2 separate regions of the Mus musculus genome follow, and region 1 is linked to region 2. A link is a contact called in public promoter capture Hi-C data. All regions are on one chromosome and are shown on one strand. Each heading gives the region's core, a stretch centred on a gene start, on an enhancer-like site or on the middle of the called end of the contact. The rest is flanking DNA. Distances are from core to core; before and after follow the strand shown.

Region 1 (4,025 bases), core at 1,186-3,685, 180 kb after region 2:
AATGACTTAAGTAACTGAATAGAAAACCAAAGATATAGTCCAGGAAATCCGTAATAGTCCATACATTCCTCTTCCTCCTTTCTCAGAAATCCCTCCTCACACAATCATCCAGTTCTTTTTCAGGCATACTTGAAAAAAAATGCCAGAAAGAGAGTATGTTTTGAGTCTAGCAACATTAAATCCCACAGAACACCCAACTTCAGACACAGAATGTTATAATTAGTTGTTTATGGGCTACAAAGAAAATTACTATTCCAATGAAAGATAAACATTAAGATTATTCTGGTCTTGAGATAAGGACTTAATGGCTAAAGTACTAAGTTATATCCCTAGTCCCTATTTAAGATGGCAGGAATTTTAGTGAGCACTGGAGCTGAGCAAGTGGAGAAGGGAATTCCATGGGTTCATTGGCTAGCTAGTTTAATGAAATCTGGGAGTGCTGAATTCACTGAGAGACCCTACCTCAAAGAATCAAATGAAGAGCAATAGAGAAAGACAAGTGATGTCAACTTCTGGTCTCCTAGAAAGACATGGGAGAAATGTATACATCCAAAGAAATAAGAAAGACTCTTCACACAAGATGATGGTGAATAGGAAGAAAAGTCATGAATCTAATGGGAGCATGGAAAGGCAGAGGAGAGAATGGTTACATCCTGGGAAAGAGAAAACTGCAGCATTAGCTCATGCCCTGGCCACTTGTGCAGCCACTCAAGTGCATAGGACTGCTCTGCCACAAAATGAAGTAGGACATCCCCTCCTTTTGTTGCTCAGGCTCTCTGCACATGTATCTAAAGCATGAACCCAAGTGCATATCATGAGAAAAAGATGTGCTTTTTTTCTCTGTGGAATAAAGCATTGAAGTAAACAGTACGCATTAAAGATTTCTAAATTTAGAACATTGACTATAGACCCTTGACAAAGAAATCAAATTAAACCAACCCCTAGGACTTATAAATTAATGTACCTCTAGATTAATTCATGCACCAATTCTCATCAGAGGACCTTCTGTTTGTAGTAGATGGCAGTTAACACAGAACACAAGTGGTCAAATGGCAGAAAATACGAGACTGTAGAGTACTTACCCCTAAGTGTGTGGAGTACTCCCTCCCCCCAAGACTCAGGGATCATTGAAGAAGAGAAAACAGAGAGAGTGTAAGAGGCAGAGGCAGTGGATGACTACAAGGAAACTGTGTCTTGTACACATGGCCGGGGAGCCACACTTGTGAACTCACAGACTGTGACACCACACACAGGCCTGTATTGTCTCAAGCCAGACAAAATCCGAGCAAGGGGGAAATAAGTAGACCCATTCCTGTCCAAGGAGCTATTGCTAATCCACAGCTCCTGGGAGAAAGAGAGTCTGTTTTCTTCTAAGAACACATTCCCTGGTACATTGACTGCACTCCAGTAGACGGCCACACATCTAAGAATGTATGAGCCGCACAAGTTGGACTTGATGTACTTAAAATCAGAAGGGACAAAAAAATCAGATAGAAGAGAGGTTCTGGGAGAAGCTGGGGGAGGGGTAAATGTAATCAAAGCACATTGTACAAAGATTTCAAAGAAATAATACAAATGAAAAGAAGTAGAGAATCAAAATTGAAGCTTTATAACCATTTGATAAAATGTCTATTATCCAAATATGTAAAAATCAAGGATGAAAAGGCTCTTTGGCTCATTTCTATATTCTTTAAATGTTTAATCCAACCCATATCCTTGGAGCATTCTACCTCCACTTTAAGACATAATATTTCATCTCCAGAGACATTTAAAAGGTTTTCTAAATACAGTTTTCCCAGACCATTACAACGAGTTGTTCTATAGAACAAGATAATGATTGACTCTTTTCCAATATTAATTAAGTGATAGTTCTGTCAGGATGCTGCTGCCCCAGTGTTCTGGCATTGGATCTCACTAAGGCACCAGCAAGTGTAGCTTCTGACTCCTGACTCCCCATGCTTCGGCCTCAGACCCTCTCTTGTCATTTAATACATTCACAGGGATGATAAGATGTCCCTGCCTTTGCTCACTGGCTACAGATATAGGTTGCCTAACTCAAAATATTTATAAATTAAGCTTGTATTTCCTACATGTACAAAATTCAAGACATCATATTTATTGTAAAACATGACAAAAATGGCAAAGCATGTCAGTAACAGGCGACAGCACAAAGTTCCAGTGACTTTGTCCTCCTCCTATCCTTCCCCATAGTCTTTGTGTATCAGAAGCAGTAACTAATCTCCTCATTCCACCTTAATCTTTTCTTAGGTAGCATAAGAGGCACCTGTCACTCTCAATGTGAAGGAATTCTAACCAGTAAACCCTTGCAGTTTCTTTAACGAGCCTGGCTGATCTTTAACCCAAGAAATAGGCAATCCATCTGTTCAAGGAAGCTCAGCGCCTGCAAATGGTTAGCTCTTGTCACAGGAGGCATTTCAACACACAGCTTCCATCTGGCCACTGCTGCTTGCTAATCTAAAAAGAGACTTGGGGATATGGGGGAGAGTGACATTTCCAGTTAACAGTAATTATTTCTAAATGCTTCCAGCTTCTTTTCACATTTCCTGCTCTTTCTGACACTTCTGTCTCCCATGGAGGGCTTCAGAAAATGAGGTTATTGGTATAATCTTCAGGCTATTTATAAATAAGATATTCTTCTGCCAAACCTTGCTTTTGATCTTTCTCCTGTTTATATGTCAATTCCTCCCACTCAGTTATTTGGTTTTATACCTTAATAGTTTGATATTCCTGGTACTTTGCCCCTCTCTGGAGCACATGTGTTGAAATAGAGCAAGCCTGCCTATGACCCGTAACTCGGATCCTTATGCTATATATAAATCCTTAACTAGTACCTGCTCTGATGACTGCAAAGGGTAGAGCATGGAAACCCATGATATTTATGTCATTTTTACCCAACTAACAAATTGTTGATTCCCTACTTTCTGTAGCTCAGATGGCTCTAAGTATCATGCACAGATGTACTTCATCAGGGACCAGCTTGTAGAAGAATGCTTCAGATGTAGCATTCTTCCCATGGTGGTCTCTAGCCAAATGGATGAAAGAAGTTGTAGAAATCTATCTAGGACAACTTAAACATAGTTCTGTTTATTAATAAATAGTTCCTCTCCATTAAGTCTCTCTTTAGATAGGTAATTGTGTTCTGAAGCCAAGGGTAGTTAGGGAGACTGTCCAACCACCACAACAGATCAGAGCAAAGGATGGCCCAGAAGAGTTCCTCCAGAGACTTGCTAGGAAAAATGAAACTCTAAACTTGGGCTTCCAGTACAATTGAAATGAATGATGAGTTCTTCCACAAAGTCAGTACATAGCATATTATCATGTTAATGACTTGAAGTACAAGGCCTGAGTGACAACTATTTAATCAATTCTAATATTTTAAATAAAAACAGCCCTTTCCACTTTTCATCAGCTTTGTGGATCTGAACAGTGTGAGCGCTAAGGAGGCTTTAGAGAAGCTTGTACTTAGCACATGTTGCAGGAAATATTCAAAAAACGAACCAGCATGTTCCCACGCTTGTGCCATCAACTCTCTGCCCCAGCAGCCTGGCTGGCCATGCACTGGACAACAATGGCCGACCTATTTTTATCTCGTGGAGACTCTGTCCCAGAACTTTACAATCTCCTCCCAGCTCACTAGGTTCCCACTGGCAGTCACTACCACACCAGCCCCGTGCTTCACATCCCCCACAGCCTTGGTAGTGCACCTTAGGCAAACCCACGCTTTGCTGCAGTACCTTTCTCTCTTGAACCTGGATGAGTCCCAAGCCCCTGCATGAAGGAAAATGCAACACAAACTTAGTTCAGAAACAACAATAACTCAATCGCTGGGTGGAGCAACTAAAATCCTAATATTGTAAGCCTTATTAAATCTAAATCCTCCAGTGGTGAATCCTGATGGATCCACCATTGAAACCTGGAGACACTTGTAGCTACATCTTGTCTTCATGCTATCCTTGTCCAAAAGAAGGCCATTACTCTCTCCTGCTTCCTCTCTTCCGCTGTCC
Region 2 (3,810 bases), core at 138-2,637:
CTGAGGTCACCTAAGAGTTAGCTTGGGGCAATTCTGTGGTTTTAACAGGGATACCTCCCCGGGAACCACATCTCTCTTCCTTTCTCACCTACACCTGCCATAAGGCTGCCTCTTTTTTTCCCTGCAGAGATGCAGAGGTCAAAGCACGTTCCTGTGCGGTGATGAAAAGCTCAGGATCAGCCTCTTGGCCAGCAGCACATCCTCCAGGATCCAGGGAGTGCCTCTAGGATTCCTCTGGGCGCGCTCTTATAACTCCACGTCTGCTTCTCTTGCTCCTGGCACTTAAGAAGCATCTCCTGGTAGCCGCGATCCTCTGTGACCTGGGGCACCAGCAGAGCCTACAGGAAAGAGGGTCAAAGGCGAGATGAAGAGTAAGGGGGCGTGAGGGCTCGCAGGCTTCAGCTGCAGCAGCTGCAGCAACGAGCAGAGGAGTGGAGGGTGCAAAGCAGGGCTGGAGCCGGGTCCAGGAGGGAGGGAAGAGGGGGGCGGGAGGCTGTGCCTGGCGAGCCGGAGGGGTGCTCCACGCTCCCCCTCCCTCCTTCCGGGAGCGAGGGTGCAGACTCTAGAACTGGTGCTGCTGGGCTGAGGCGGAGGCAGGGGAATTGCAACGCACGCCGCTCGCTCGGCGAGTGTGTCTCCTGCGCGCCGAGAGGCGGGGGGAGGCGGAGGACCGGGAGGAGGAGGAGGAGGGGGAGAATGCCCGGAGCCGCCGCCGCCGCCGCCGCGATGCTCCCGGCTCAGGAGGCTGCCAAGCTGTACCACACCAACTATGTGCGGAACTCGCGGGCCATCGGCGTGCTGTGGGCCATCTTCACCATCTGCTTTGCCATCGTCAATGTGGTGTGCTTCATCCAGCCCTACTGGATCGGCGACGGCGTGGACACCCCGCAAGCCGGCTATTTCGGGCTCTTCCACTACTGCATCGGCAACGGCTTCTCCCGGGAGCTGACCTGCAGGGGTAGCTTCACGGACTTCTCCACGCTGCCCTCGGGCGCCTTCAAAGCCGCCTCCTTCTTCATCGGCCTCTCCATGATGCTCATCATCGCCTGCATCGTTTGCTTTACCCTCTTCTTCTTCTGCAACACAGCCACCGTGTACAAGATCTGTGCTTGGATGCAGCTCACCTCCGGTGAGTGCGCGCTCACCTCCACGGAGGCAGGGGACCCCTGGGTGTCCGAGCTCCAGAGAGGCTGGAGTGGGAGGGACCGCTTCCTGAGCTCTGCCAGTCCGGGACAACTTAATCCTCTCTCAGGTTGAAGGCGTGGAAGGAGGAACCCCCAGGTTCCTCAACCTTGGCACTGGCGCCAGGTCCCCAGGCGTTTCCGAACCTCTTGGATGCTAGGGACGCCACCCATAGGGACGCCTTGGAGGCTGAGCAGTTGTTGGGCAGAGTCCGCTCAGAACTAATGATGGGGTAGTGGGGCGGAGAAGTGGCCACTTAGAGGCTGGGCTCCGTGTGTGTGTGTGTGTGTGTGTGTGTGTGTGTGTGTGTGTGTGTGTTTATGTGCGTGAGCTGGGGACTAGGGGAGTCTGGTACAAGCGGGTGAAAAGAGGATTTAGAGCAAGCCAACCTGTTCTGCCCTTCCCTGGATTATTTCCGCCTTTGCTTCAGGGTGTGTGAGTGTTGGGAGGAAGGGGGGGGGGCGTGTAAATTTGTCTTTGGCAACCATAAATATTTTATCATCCATCTGGTGATGAGTAAATCCTAATTTTGTTTAGGCACCCCTCCCTCCCCCGGTTTTCTTAAAAAGAAAAAAAAAAATGTAGCGTAGAGTGTTCCTTAGCAGTTCCTCGATGCCACACCTCCAGCGTCTCCTTGTCAGCCAAGGTCCTTCCATTTCATCTCTAAACAGGCAGAGACGTCTTGGGAGAATGGGGATTTCTCAAGACCTCATTTTGGGGAAGGGGTGTTAGGAAAGCAGGCGAGGAGAAAACTGGCTTCACTAGCACCAGTGATCTTCCCTCTGTTCAGTGTACTGTTGCCAGCTGAGGCTATGATAGGACTCCCTTCCCCACATCCGCCAGCATCAAAGTTACTTTCAATTAAGAAAGAATGTGGAGTGCCTTCTCTGGTGGCTTTGAAGAGTCCGGAAACAACACCCGTGCTTACTGCACTTCTGTTCTGTCTCCTCTCCTGCCTTCCAGTCTAAAGTCAAGGGTCCTTGTTTTTCGACACATTGATGAAGCCCTTTGGAATGGAGGGATCTTGAATGTCTCCAGCAGTTAAACATCTTTATTTATGACTTATTATTATCATCAGTATTTAAGTATCTTAGACTTAAGGGAATGTTTATTCTATAATGTTTTGAAGGCTTCTGGGAGAAGAGAGATTTCATTACTGAGCTTATCAGAATGTGTAAGATGAGGAAATGCTGAAAGATGTTGGGACAAGCTAAAGTTCCTGTTATTCTGGGATGCCGGGTCCCTTTGTGCAGCAGAGGCTGGCCTCAAACTCCTGGTGCACTCACCTCAGCCTTCTAGTGCTGGGATCTCAGGCTCTGTATCTGTATCAGGAAAGGTTCTTGTTCTTGTTAGTTTCATCGAAGAAGTGAAGCTTAGCATGGACTGAAGTGCTTGTTTGAGGTTTGTCTTGCTGCATTGCATTTGCATTTACTGTGAAAGTTTGTGTGTGAGACGCAGGGACGAGCATCCTGTCATCCTGCTGCACAGAAAGAGCTTATTTCCTGTGGTCACTCTGCCCTCCCCAGCTCGAATTTATCCCCTGCTCTGTGCCTTTTTACTCTCATTAATTTTGTTGACATTTCAGAAGCAGAATAACTGAGATGTTCGGTAGACTTCTTCATTGCGCTTCTTCATGGTACTTTCCTCTGATTTGACTTTGAAGAGAATAGGACAGGCAGGCTGCATATGTTTCAGGGAAACACTTGACCCTACACTGCTAATTTTAATTCTTCTCAGTTAAATGACCTATTTAGACTGGTGATTCGAGTTAGATTATTTCTCAAAGGTCTGAGAGTTGTTTGTGAATATTTCTCCAAAAGCACATAGTTGATTCTTTTATTTTAATGAAGATTTATATTCTAAAAATGTATTTTTTAAATAAAAATAAAGAAAACTACCTTTGGGGGAAATGATCACTTTTGAAGTAGCATAAACTTCAGATCTTACAGTGTGGCCTCTTGCTTTTCCTACAGTAGAGAACACAGAACACGATAAACTCTGGAGCAGGAACACATGCTGTCATGTACTCAGACACGAATTAAATGTTCCATTTACATTTCCATACCATTAAAATGCCCTGATAGTCTTTGTACTGCAGTGCGTATGAAGGGATTTTCTTCATCCAGAGATTTGAATAGCCTTAAATATTATGCCTTTAAAAGCCTTTGGAATTTGTTACTTTACCTCTGGTTTCAGTTATTAATCAACTATCTTAATAAAATAATCAATTATGATGAGCTGTCAATTAAGAATTATGTGAATTGTATTTATAAATTTTAAAGGAATGAGATGAGACCTAGGAGATATTTGTGAGGAATGATGCATTCAACATGGTTTTAGTTTTAGGGTTTTGTTTTGTGTTTTACTTTTGGGGATGTGAGAAATGTGGCATGGTACATAATGTACTAAATGCTCTCTGAGGCTGCAGAGCTTTGGGTGTCTCCTTTGTAGCGCTCTTTAATGTTGCATAAGCTCTCCATGTTTATAGTTTAACTACCCAGAATAACCTTTAGGGAAAATTTCTAAATATGAGAGGTGAGACTTAATGTAGCATTTGATTATTGGATATTCTTTAACCTTAATTTGAAGCTAACTAACTAGCTTGTATGTGTGGCTATCTAATCACTT

What was found. Promoter capture Hi-C pulls out the DNA fragments that hold promoters and counts their contacts.
Region 1: a contact with region 2 is called in a promoter capture Hi-C map of second pharyngeal arch cranial neural crest, with 2.6 times the contacts expected there. The contact joins the enhancer-like site here to the promoter of A930003O13Rik in region 2. A contact is called at or near these places in 11 of 39 promoter capture datasets (the 3T3-L1 cell line, 3T3-L1-derived adipocytes, cranial neural crest and 6 more), 1 of 484 Hi-C or Micro-C datasets (cortical neurons), 3 of 115 datasets of contacts at active chromatin or transcription factors (VIP interneurons, embryonic forebrain and forebrain) and 2 of 9 other capture datasets (adipose tissue and liver).

What each region holds. Positions count from the first base shown.
Region 1 is chr5:22,926,531-22,930,555 of GRCm38.p6, forward strand. All of the region lies in intron 1 of Lhfpl3 (lipoma HMGIC fusion partner-like 3), which reads left to right. Among named protein-coding and RNA genes, the nearest start is that of A930003O13Rik, 180 kb to the left of the region's middle. Within about 2 kb of position 2,436, at least 2 of the 459 cell types and tissues checked have an H3K27ac peak or open chromatin away from gene starts, as enhancers often do. A contact at or near this core is called in second pharyngeal arch cranial neural crest, where this site is marked.
Region 2 is chr5:22,745,497-22,749,306 of GRCm38.p6, forward strand. A930003O13Rik (RIKEN cDNA A930003O13 gene) reads right to left here and starts at 1,388. Exons shown (of 3, transcript NR_027362.1): 1 at 89-1,388. It overlaps Lhfpl3 (lipoma HMGIC fusion partner-like 3), which reads left to right and starts at 558. Exons shown (of 3, transcript NM_029990.2): 1 at 558-1,129. The coding sequence starts at 697.